Regions from separate parts of the Danio rerio genome. Here regions 1 and 3 are each linked to region 2. Evidence: chromatin contacts called from public Hi-C data. All regions are on one chromosome and are shown on one strand. The core of a region is the stretch at or near the end of the contact, and the rest is flanking DNA. Distances in the headings are between cores, read along the strand shown.

Region 1 (3,807 bases), core at 101-2,600, 190 kb after region 2:
AGGGGACACACCCTTGTTCCTCAGTGCCTGCAGTTACTAACTCTCCCGAACAAGAGAAGGATGTGTTCATTGAAAACTACAATTAGCCATAGGAATTATTCATTGATTTGGTTTTAAATCCTGGTCTTAGTTGCTTCCCTCCACAACAACCCGTCCAATCATTAGGAAAAAGGTCCACAGCAAGACTCAGGGCTCGCCATAAAAGGAAATAATATAAATCCATGGAGAGGGGGGGCTGAGAAGAGGGGAAAACCATGGGAATCCACACCACCAGCCACGTGCCAATGTCTTACCGGCGATCTGCTCTTCTGTCAACTGGTCAGCCTGCAAATGAGAAAATGAAAGATGTACAATGAAAATAATAATTTCAAGCACTGGGAGATCCAATTATTTTTGGAACGGACTACTGGAAAACCTATACTGATCAACCATGCTTCTTAAAAGTTAATACAGATGCAGATGATGATTTATAAATGTGGACTTTATAAATGAGACTCACTTAGATTTTCATTTATATTCATAATGTATCCTTAAAGAATACGTTCCTTTATGAGGATAATATTAGATGAAAGTAAACAGCAGGTACTTTATGCGTTCTAAAGAAATGGCAACAAGTCGGATGGTTTTGCAACAACGAGAGTGAACAAAATATCATAATTGTCATTCTGGCGTTTACTATTAGTTTGATATTAAACGCAGAAGGTGGCGCAGTGCCTCTCCATCGCTCTTAAAAGTCTTTGTGCAGCTATATTCATGAGGGGAACACTAAATTAAAGGACAGACGTCCACGATGCTTTTCATACCAAAGTTAGATAACGAGCACATATTCAAAACTGAGCTCTTGCAAAAGAAATGCGCCATAAATGAGATCCCCGTTAAAACGTTTTCGCTATCATTTAAGCTTTTCAAAGTTGATGCTTTAACATACTCACGTTGCAGAAAAAAAGCTAATATTTAACTGATATTCTATGCATGAAATTATTAACGTTACGCATAAAAATACAAACAAAATAATACCTATTAAACCACATCACTGCCATAACGTTACGTTACATTCAATCTATAACGTTAAGTTACATACACACACACACACACACACACACAATATATATATATATATATATATATATATATATATATATATATATATATATATATATATATATATATCATGCATATATTCATTATCAACGAACTGTATGCTGAATGTAACGCACATTATTGAATATAACTTACGCTGGCTACAATTATAAGTGCATTTGCACCAGATAAACAGTAATGGTAATTTAACGGTTTTACTCACCATCGCGCTGTTTTAGCAGATGTATTTCCACACAGAACAACAGTGCACAGCTGGCAAACAAACAGGATGCAATCACACAGGGCTTGACGCGCCTTTAATGGTCGCTTATAAACTCCTCCCCCTGCATTTCTCCATCCGCCACCACACTTCCTTGCCTATCATAAACGATCGTCAAACATGACTTAGTTGTGATAAATGAACGTGCGATACAAAATACCGTAGACGTTTTAAAATAGCGATCCATTCATATTGCTAAGATATGGTATATGCAGGAAAGAGGAACCTGTTATAGTGGAACTATCAAACCAGCGGAGACATACATTCTGCTAAAATGTGATGCGTCAAACGCAGAACTGTACGTTATGGCTAAGGAAAACTGCTTCTGATTGGTCTATTTGTACCCGCAATGCGTCACTCGCTACGATCCGAGTAGAGCTGCATTCCCAGGCAGACTCACTCACTACACATCAGGGTTAAAAATTAACCAGGGCTCGTGGCAGGAATGCAATAGAAAGTGACGAATTTTATCAACTATTTAGGATTTTAAGGCAAAAATATGCCCATCTATTGCAGTCTCCATTTGTACATATTTTATTTAATTTGATATAGACTTATTTATTGTATAGGCTGTTTAGTTTTACAGCTTGAAACAACCTTGATAACTGACATAATAAAGCCTATACCTAGTAGTTTATATATACATATATATATATATATATATATATATATATATATATATATATATATATATATATATATATATATATATGTATATATATATATATATATATATATATATATATATATAAATACTAGTATTTTGTGATGATATGCATTAAGCGTTAGGTGATCAAGAAGTAGGCTAAATGTTGTCGTTTTGATGATGATGATGAATGTGATGCCACCTTAGCAAATAGGCTTGAGCAATTAATTAATACTTGATAGCCAGCGCATTCAGCACTGTGAGAACCAATATAATAGTTTTATTTATATGACCGGTAAACCCATTGAAGCCACTAATCTGAATATGTTAAAACAACAATAAACAGAAAGATAGCAAAATTCAGAGACGGAGCATATAGACTGATCATTATGCGAAATTTCAATGTGATCAGCAAAATAAAACAAATGAGTGACCCATCCCACTCCTTTAAAAGAATTTGACCATTAGTTTTGCAGTGAAATCCACTAATATCTTTATCTGATTTTTTTGGCATGGCTGGCCTATGAATAGAGGTAAAGTTACCTCTAAAGTTATGTTTTATACTGGCATATTCATTTAGTGACAACTTGTGACACACTCCCTATATTGTTTACCACAGTACTTTGAATATTCGGTCTGAACCTGCAAGTATGACTTGAAAACAACCTCAACACTGTTTATTTGACTGTGAACAATGTTGTACTTTGATAGTCATTGGCTGCTTATATTATTTTGCTATTTAGAGTTTGCAAATAATACTTTTATGGAATTATATTATTAAGGGGAAAGTCCAAGTGTACCAATATAAAACCAACTTTACCTCTATGTCCTTTGGCAAGCTTTACAGAATGGTTGCCTTGATGTAAAATTTGGCTTAATTGCAATTACACCAAGTAGTTAGTAGTATATAAGACTAATAGCTCCTCATAACAAGTTATAACCCTGTGACTGATAGAGGTAAAGTTGGTTTTATATTCAGATATTCAGACATTCTCCTTAAAAACATAATTTCAGAAAAGTTTTCTTTGCAAATTCTAAATAGAAAAATCATATTAGCCAGTGATCATCAAAGTACAACATTGTTCACAGTCAATTAGATAGTGTTAATGCTGTTTTGAAGTCATGCTTGCATGCTATTTCCGATCGCATATTCAAAGTAACATGGTAAACACATTATAGAGACTTCTAAATGAACAAATGTGCTAATATAAAACCGACTGATAGTGACTAATTTCTGTGTATTTTGTGCATGCAATGAATAATCAGTTGTGACAGGCTCATCAAGCGATGTGTCAGATGTGGCATAAGGTTTATGAGCACACGAGCAGCAGTAGAGACCTGCTTGCTCTCACTGAATGCATGGGAGTATCTGATTTACCTGTTTCTCTATGCTTGGCTACCTGGTTCTGTCTTTCCCGCTGGCCACCTGTCTCTGGACTACCAAGTGAAGTTGCAGGTGGGAGAGAGGAAACTAGGATCAGTTTGAAGACTCATTCGCTAGTCCTTGTAGCTACATAAGAGGTTTTGAAAAATGTCAAATGGGTTTTTGGTAGTTATTTAAAATTTAAATTTTTGTTCTAAATTAAATATGTTATTAAATATATAATTATATATATTATTTAATATATATATATATTATTATATATATATATATATATATATATATACATATAAAAAAATATATGTATAATTAAATAAAGGCAAACAGGTTTAGAACAAAATTAGATTATTAAATCCAGTGAATTTAGGGTAAACTGTCACTGAATGTGTTTCCAATTGGCATTATTTATGTGAAATTGAG
Region 2 (3,832 bases), core at 1,118-3,617:
AAATTTTTTAAACACCATTTAAGGACAAAATGATTCGAATAAACTAGACAAAAAAAACTAAATTTAAATTAAATCAAACTAAAAAAATTTTTCGAAAGTCTACAGAACAAACCATCGTTATACAATAACTTGCCTAATTACCCTAACCTGCCTAGTTAACCTAATTAACCTAGGTAAGCCTTTAAATGTCACTTTAAGCTGTTTAGAAGTGTCTTAAAAATAAAATAAAAATATTACTTACTGTCATCATGGCGAAGATAAAATAAAACAGTTATTAGACATGAGTTATTAAAACTATTATGTTTAGAAATGTGTTGAAGAAATCTTCTCTTCCATGAACAGAAATTGGGGAAAAAAATAAATCTAATAATTCAGGGGGGCTAATAATTCTTACTTCAACTGTATATATATATATATATATATATATATATATATATATATATATATATATATATATATATATATATATATATATATATATATATATATATTTATTTATTATTTTTTTATTTTTTTATTTATAATAATTTAATAATTTAACAATAATGTAGTAATAAAATATATGGCTGCATGGTGGCGCAGTGGGTAGCACAATTGCCTCACAGCAAGAAGGTCACTGGTTTGAGCCTCGGCTGGGTCAGTTGGCATTTCTGTGTGGAGTTTGCATGCTCTCCCCGTGTTCGTGTGGGTTTCCTCCGGGTGCTCCGGTTTCCCCACAGTCCAAAGACATGCGCTATAAGTTAGGTGAATTGGGTTAGCTAAATTGTCTGTAGTGTGTGTGTGTGTGTGTGTGTGAATGAGTGTATGTTTCCCAGTGATGGGTTGCACCTGGAAAGGCATCTGCTGCGCAAAACAAATGAAAAAAATGAACAATGTAATATAATATAATGCTAATATCTATGCTTTTCACCCCTTTACTTATGTTTGTGTTTTGTTGTTTGTTGTCTTGTGGATGTTGTGTAAACTTGTGTTTGGTTTTGTCTTTTGTTATTTAGATGTCCCACATGTTGTCATGTGTTGATGTACCGCCCCATGCTCGCACTGGAAAGTCGTAGCAGCTCATGGTTGTTATGGTAACCCATTTCCGGTTAATGCGAATTCCTTTTGCTAGCATTTTGGCCACAGGTGTTGCCATCTCTGATAAGTTATAACCTAACTTTTGTGGTAACTGAAACATTTACTAGCACTGAATGTGTTATAACAATGAATAACCTCAGTTTAAACCATTGACTGTTATGGAACATGAACAATTTCTGATCTTAGCAGACATTGTGATTAGCTGTAACAAAGTCCCTTGAAGGATTTATGTATTCTATAGTGGTTGTAGCTCTGCTGGTTTGTGGGATATTATAGCAAATAATGACCAGGAAAGACCAATTATTTCCAATCACAGCAAGCTATTTCTAACAGCTTTGGGGCACTAAATAAACAATAAATGACATTACCCAGTCCTCGAAGTGTTTGCTGCCGTTATGCAGCAGTTCCTCGAACTGAATGGTGCAGTTGGCCACAAAGTCGTCGTAGCCAATCGGTGCATCATGAAACACCGACAGCTCAATCTTCCGTCCATCGTGCACCTCCGTCACTAACTCATCGTGCCAGGCGGGACTGTTGGTCTTCTGCTTGGTCGAAGTCTGACCCACGCGAAAGTCGTCTACGTTGAGGGCGATGTACGTGTCTAGCAGAAAGGTTTGAGTCTTGGGTCCGACGGCGTGTCTCAAAGACCAAGCTGTGGGCTTTAGGTCCAAAGCCTCGCAGATTTTTATTTTCAACAGACCGTTAAAAACCACCATGGCCACTTTCGAGAGCTTTAGTAACAATATTCCACTTCAGCGCCTGGTTAATTATTTAACCAGTGTATGTCACGGTTCACCGGTGTGTTTTCAAGATTGTTTTTATTTATGAGATAGCGGGAAATGCCCTTCCTCGTCCGCGTGGATCTTCATGCAGTGTGTAGAAGGTAGAGGGGATCTGTTGCTATGACCTACGGACAACCTGCATGTGATCTTGAAGCTGTCCAAACACCCTGCATGCAGTCAGCAATCCAAGTTGGAGCGAAAAGACAGAGCTACAGCGTATCAGCAGCGACTCGACCAGCATTCCACACCTCAAAACATGCCAGAAATATATGCTGGATCTCCTCTGGGTGAGCTGCCCGTTCCATCGACTGGCTGGAACGCTTGACGTGTCTCCTCCGCGCATTGGGAGGAAAGTTATCTCCGCAAAAGCGTCTTTCGATGCGCTTCTGACAGGAGAATGAGTGTTTTCAAGGGTTCCGTTCTCACTTGCTTCTCCCAGGATCCTTGTTTGTCCGTCGGTACTCAGTTTCCTGCAGACCTGCCTCTTTTTCTCCCGACTGTATGTGTCTGAAGGCTGGTCCAGGAAATGCGCAAAACACGTCAGTTAGTGCGCGGAGAGGGCTGAGTAAGTGCGGTACTGGAGCGGCCCTGTTGGACCCGACGCTGCTGCTACTCTCTGGTCAAGCATCATACACAGGCTTAAAGATGAAGAAGGAACATGGAGACCATATGTGAATAATGCACCTTGCCCAAAGGCATAAAACGCAGATAAGACGACTACAGACCGCGTGAACGCCGTTTGTTTCTTAATCACTATATCTTAATACAATTTTAGCCTATAAGCCTATAATTTGTGAATATTCGGAAAGGCTGGTTTGTACACTGTAACACGTTGGAATTCGTTAGGGTGTGATCCTCAGATGTTTCAGTGCTGTACTATGACTCCAGCTGCACTGTAAATGATCTACAAATGCTCCACTAATTTTATTCTAGAAAACTCGAGTTAATACTCTAATAAAACAAAAAAAGTTGATTGTTTTGAGCAAATTATGCAAACATGTTGATGTTAGTGTGTAGTTGCAAAAAGAAAAGACAAAAAAACTTAATTTATATACCATTTTCTATGTACATGTAATTAAATCTACAGTAGGATGTGAGTTAAAAAAATAACACTGAAATACTTGATCTGAAGAAAGGCTTCGGACACAGACACAGAGCTGTGGACAACGGTATACTTGGTAATGTAATACATTAGAGATCCACTTTTTCAAAAATAAGTCAAGCAAAAGCGACATCTCGTGGTTGGAATTTCCATTTCAACGCCAAGCCTAGTGGGTCATGTATGATGATAGAAAATAATTATTGAAAAAATAGTAGCCTACTAATTCGCACTGTCTGTTCCACCATTCATTTAATATTAAAAGTGCCGGGGAAATGGCGCTTGAAAGCACATACATTTTAAAAGCATGTTTTATAAACTCGTCTCTATTCATCTCTTGCCTTTGTCTTCTAAAATAGAAAAAAAAACTATTTAGCAAAAATGTTTTATAAAATAAGACTGCTGAGCTTTATTTCGTCATTTTAACAACTAATAACGATTAATATTTAATTATATTATGCAAGCCGTGAAATCCAGTAGATGGCAGTGTCTTTACAGGAGTATTGGCTGGAAATATTGGCATCTTAATACTTTACTGTACTTTCAAAATTGTTAACACTTTTTTTGCATTTGTTGCATGATTAATATGTTAATAAGAGCATAATTCAGTACATACGTAATCTCAAGACTACAAAATAAATCAAATACATTATGTAAAACTATTAGAGACAAAAAATGCATCTTGATATAGTGTTAAATGTGACTAGATTCAATATATTTTTCAAATATTGTTTAAAAATAAACACCATTATTTCTGCATGCTTTAATACAAATATTTTAACTAATATTATCTTGTAACACAACAACATGTAAAGCACAATTAGTCTAATGTTTAAAGCTTTTTACTATTCACTTATATATATATATATATATA
Region 3 (3,887 bases), core at 1,355-3,854, 250 kb before region 2:
AAAAATGAATACAGTTTTAAGCCTCTGACACAAACAATTACACTGATGTGATCAGCACCGGCTGACCCGTGTGCTCACATCAGTGTGCTTAGAATGTATACTTTAGTTCATCGTGGTATCAGATGCTAAGAATAGGAGCTAGAATATAGCTTAATTAAAGCATAGCTTAATTAAAGTTACACTGTAAAAAATGGCCGTGATTTCAACGGTAAAAAACTGTAAAAATGCTACAGTAAAAATCTGTGACCTGGTTAACAGTATGTTTCCTTAATATATACAGTGAATAACCATGGCTGACACTATAAATATTCCTAATAATAGGAAAAATCTGCCTCGTCATTATGGTGGTACTTGGAGAGACTATTTTTCTGAAGTGGTACTTGATGAAAAAAGCTTGAGAACCACTGATTTAAAATCTTACAATCTAGACAAAGTATCTGCACACATAATTCTGTTAATGATAATAATTATACAATAAATCCGTCATTAACATTTTTATTAGGCTTAATGTTCATTCATTTTCTTTTTGGCTTAGTCTCTTAATTAATCCGGGGTCGTCGCAGTGGAATGAACTACCAACTTATCCAGCACATGTTTTAGGCAGCGGATGCCCTTCCAGCTGCAACCCATCTTTGGGAAAGACTTAATGTTTTAATAAATAAATAAATAAATATATAAATAAATTAATTAATTAACTAAATAATTAATTAATTAATAGTTACCTTAATATACTTCAAAAATTATTTAACATGCATGTTAAAATTCTACTGTACAATACTATATATTTTGTATATTGTTTACTCATACTGTATATTAAAAGTAAACTATAATATGTAATAACATGTAATTTACGAAAAGAAAAATATCATTCTTAAAATACACTTGATGATTCTCAATATTAATAATTTGTTAACATAATTTGATGGTATATGATATTTAAATTGGTTTTATTAAGTTTATTAAGTTTTATTAAAAGGACACTGACCAGAAACTTTTTTTTATCATGTGTCTTTCAAGAATACTTTAAAGTAGTCTAAATAGAGCAGATGTTGGTCATTTAAGCATACTGATGTATTGTATAATTGTTATATCCCACAATGAAACACAGTTTTAAGTTTTAAACCCTAAAACACTGCCACTTAATTTTAATGTAGAATTAATAGTAAGCATAGCTGCTTTTCAAAAACATAATACTGAACCTAATTATACAGGGTAATCTTCTAGCAATAGTATACCTGCACAGAGTTCCAAGAGCAAACAGGGAGATCACCGGTTCGGGTTTTTTGTGCTTTTCCTCAACAGGGTCTTCCATCCAGTCATCAGTCTCCGCATATTCTACTCCATCATCATGGGTTATCCAGTACTGACCTTCCTCTCGATGGTCCAGCTCATCATACTCCTCATCCTCTTCCTCCTCTCCACCTTCATAATCAGAGCCACTACATGACAAGAACACATTATTCAGCATTAAAAACTATGTAAACCAATATAAATGTCTGTTTGAGGAGTTGAGTGTAACTAGATAATAATACATGTTGCTATTGTTTTTTTTAATTTGATTAGAACATTTTGAATGCTTTGTTGGCTAAATAGACGAAACCAAAAATGTAATAGCCAATCATAGATTCTATTCAAACCAAATTTTGTAATGTTTTGATAGATCTTGAAATTAGTTGTTCGCATTGTGTTTTAAAATGAATGAATTATATGAACATAAAACTACTAAATAAATGGTGACTGCTGTTTCTATAGAAGCAAACACAAGTTCACCTGTTAGGGGTTTGATACTCCTGATTCTGAAGTTCCCGAAGAAGTTCTTTGACCTGTAGTTTGTTCTCTGACGTCATGTGAATCTTCTGCAAGGGAAGAGGCACTTGTTCTGATCTAAACCTGGATCTCTTCTCCTCGTCATCATCGTGTTTTCTAGGTAGTCCCAGAGATCTTCCTCTGCCTCTTCCACCCTGAGCCCCGCGGACACCTCCACCTCTCGAACCTCTAGAGGAGGGAGGCTTGAATGAGCGACTGGGACCAAAATCCAGGCTGAAATCATCTCCATCATCCCAGCCTCCACTGGCAAATTTCTTGCCTCCACCTCCACCACCTCCTCCTCTACCTCCCCTGGGTTTATTAAACCGACCTCCACCCCGATTGGGTTTGCTCCTTCTCCTTCCACTCATGACTTCAGCTACCTTTTAGAGCATCCATGAATCACATAAATCAAGTGCTTTGAAGCACTTCCTGAAAAACATTATGTACAAAAGCAGCTTTTTAACAATTAAGAATATGTTTCTCATTTGAATTTCTTATCTGCCTTGATTTTATGTTGATGAAGATTGCAAGCATAAACAAATGTTCAAACGTGAAAACACAGTGACTCAACGTGTTATGAGTTATGATGACGTTTAAACGGTCACGTTAGTACATTACCGGCAGACTAACGTTACAAGTACAACAGCAGTTCAACTTATAATGGTAATTGACAATGAAACCCAACTCACAAAACAAATTGAAGTTATACACGAATCTCTTGCTGTACAGTTACAGCTACTTTGGTATGATTGTGAAAATGAAAGGTGGAATTTTGCAGCAAGTGGAGTGCTTCAACAGGAAACATGCTTCGTTTTCAAAATAAAGGTGTTTTGTTACAAAATAAAAGCTTTAAGTCTTTGAATTATCTTCGCTGCTGTATTTTGAAATGAATAACCGAAATTTCACATAAATTCTCTAAAGATACCATTCACATACTTAGAACTATATAAAGTTTCCTCTGTCTTCAAAAACTAAAGAAGTTCAAATTAAAAGGATATTGCCGTCAAGTGAAAATAAAAGAATTAGATTTAAATTTGAGTCTATTAATGTATGTTACACAACAAATCATTTGTTTTTGTTTTTTCAATGTATGTTTGTGGATGCATTATGGTCAGATGTTTATGACAGTCTTTACTCAAAGATTCCACACCTCAGGATCTTTAATGTAAATTACATCATTTACACACACATATATATATATGTGAAAATACTAGTGTTTTCTTTCCTATCTTCATAGCAGGGTTATTTTATATTGAAGAATAGCCTTGTTTTTAATGGAACAAATAAAATATCTTATGTTCTTTTTTCCAGACCTGCTGTGAGTGTTCCAATATAGGGTTAACTTCCCCATCCATAATAAATTGTAAAGATTTCTGAGATAGAGCATCAATAACACTGAATGGGAAAGTCAGAGTTTTCTCTATTTTCATCCAGCTTATACCCTCTACATTACCATAGTTTTACTTTTTTTTTTTTTTTTTTTTACAGTTAAGTGTAAATCTTATTTTTAGGCCATGACTATACAATGTTAAGCAGTTAAGTTGAGCTGTATGTGAAATGACTGAACCTGAACTAGGTGGGTTGTATTTAAAAATAGCCATAAAGGTCATTCAGCTTCCTCGCGGCTATTGCATTTGGTCATAAATTAAGGCATATAGCGTACTATAAGATCAATTTGTATATTCTGGTTATATTTGCATCACACATTTATCTCTACATTTATTTCGTTTCTACTCTTTTAATAGTCTATTTTGTCACTTCCACTCTTGAATTATCATTAGCTTGCTAAAAAAGAACATCAATAAGTAATACTTGCTGGCAGCTATAGCTCTCTGCAACTCTCACATGATCGCCCGCTGAAGCTAAGCAGGTCTGCGCCTGGTCAGTACCTGGATAGGAGACCACATGGGAAAGCTAGGTTGCAGCTGGAAGTAGGGTTAGTGAAGCCAGCAGTGGGCGCTCAACCTGCTCTGTGTGGGTCCTAATGCCCCAGTATAGTGACGGGGACTCTAAACTGCTCAGTGAGCGCTGTCTTTCGGATGAGACTTTAAACTGAGGTCCCGACTCTCTGTGGTCGT

Evidence for each region. Hi-C and Micro-C count contacts between places; a contact is called where the count stands out from the background.
Region 1: a contact with region 2 is called in a Hi-C map of an unstated tissue, with 4 times the contacts expected there. The contact joins the promoter of calm2a here to the promoter of prkceb in region 2. A contact is called at or near these places in 2 of 18 Hi-C or Micro-C datasets (caudal fin and an unstated tissue).
Region 3: a Hi-C map of hematopoietic stem cells shows a contact between it and region 2, with 6 times the contacts expected there. The contact joins the promoter of dhx57 here to the promoter of prkceb in region 2. A contact is called at or near these places in 3 of 18 Hi-C or Micro-C datasets (caudal fin, hematopoietic stem cells and an unstated tissue) and 1 of 4 datasets of contacts at active chromatin or transcription factors (embryo).

What each region holds. Positions count from the first base shown.
Region 1 is chr13:9,161,677-9,165,483 of GRCz12tu, forward strand. calm2a (calmodulin 2a (phosphorylase kinase, delta)) reads right to left here and starts at 1,351. Exons shown (of 6, transcript NM_199996.2): 1 at 1,304-1,351; 2 at 294-324. The coding sequence starts at 1,306.
Region 2 is chr13:8,968,828-8,972,659 of GRCz12tu, forward strand. It overlaps prkceb (protein kinase C, epsilon b), which reads right to left and starts at 2,368. Exons shown (of 15, transcript XM_021472628.3): 1 at 1,446-2,368. The coding sequence starts at 1,793.
Region 3 is chr13:8,716,064-8,719,950 of GRCz12tu, forward strand. It overlaps dhx57 (DEAH (Asp-Glu-Ala-Asp/His) box polypeptide 57), which reads right to left and starts at 2,605. Exons shown (of 23, transcript XM_021480720.3): 1 at 2,499-2,605; 2 at 1,771-2,238; 3 at 1,236-1,439. The coding sequence starts at 2,177.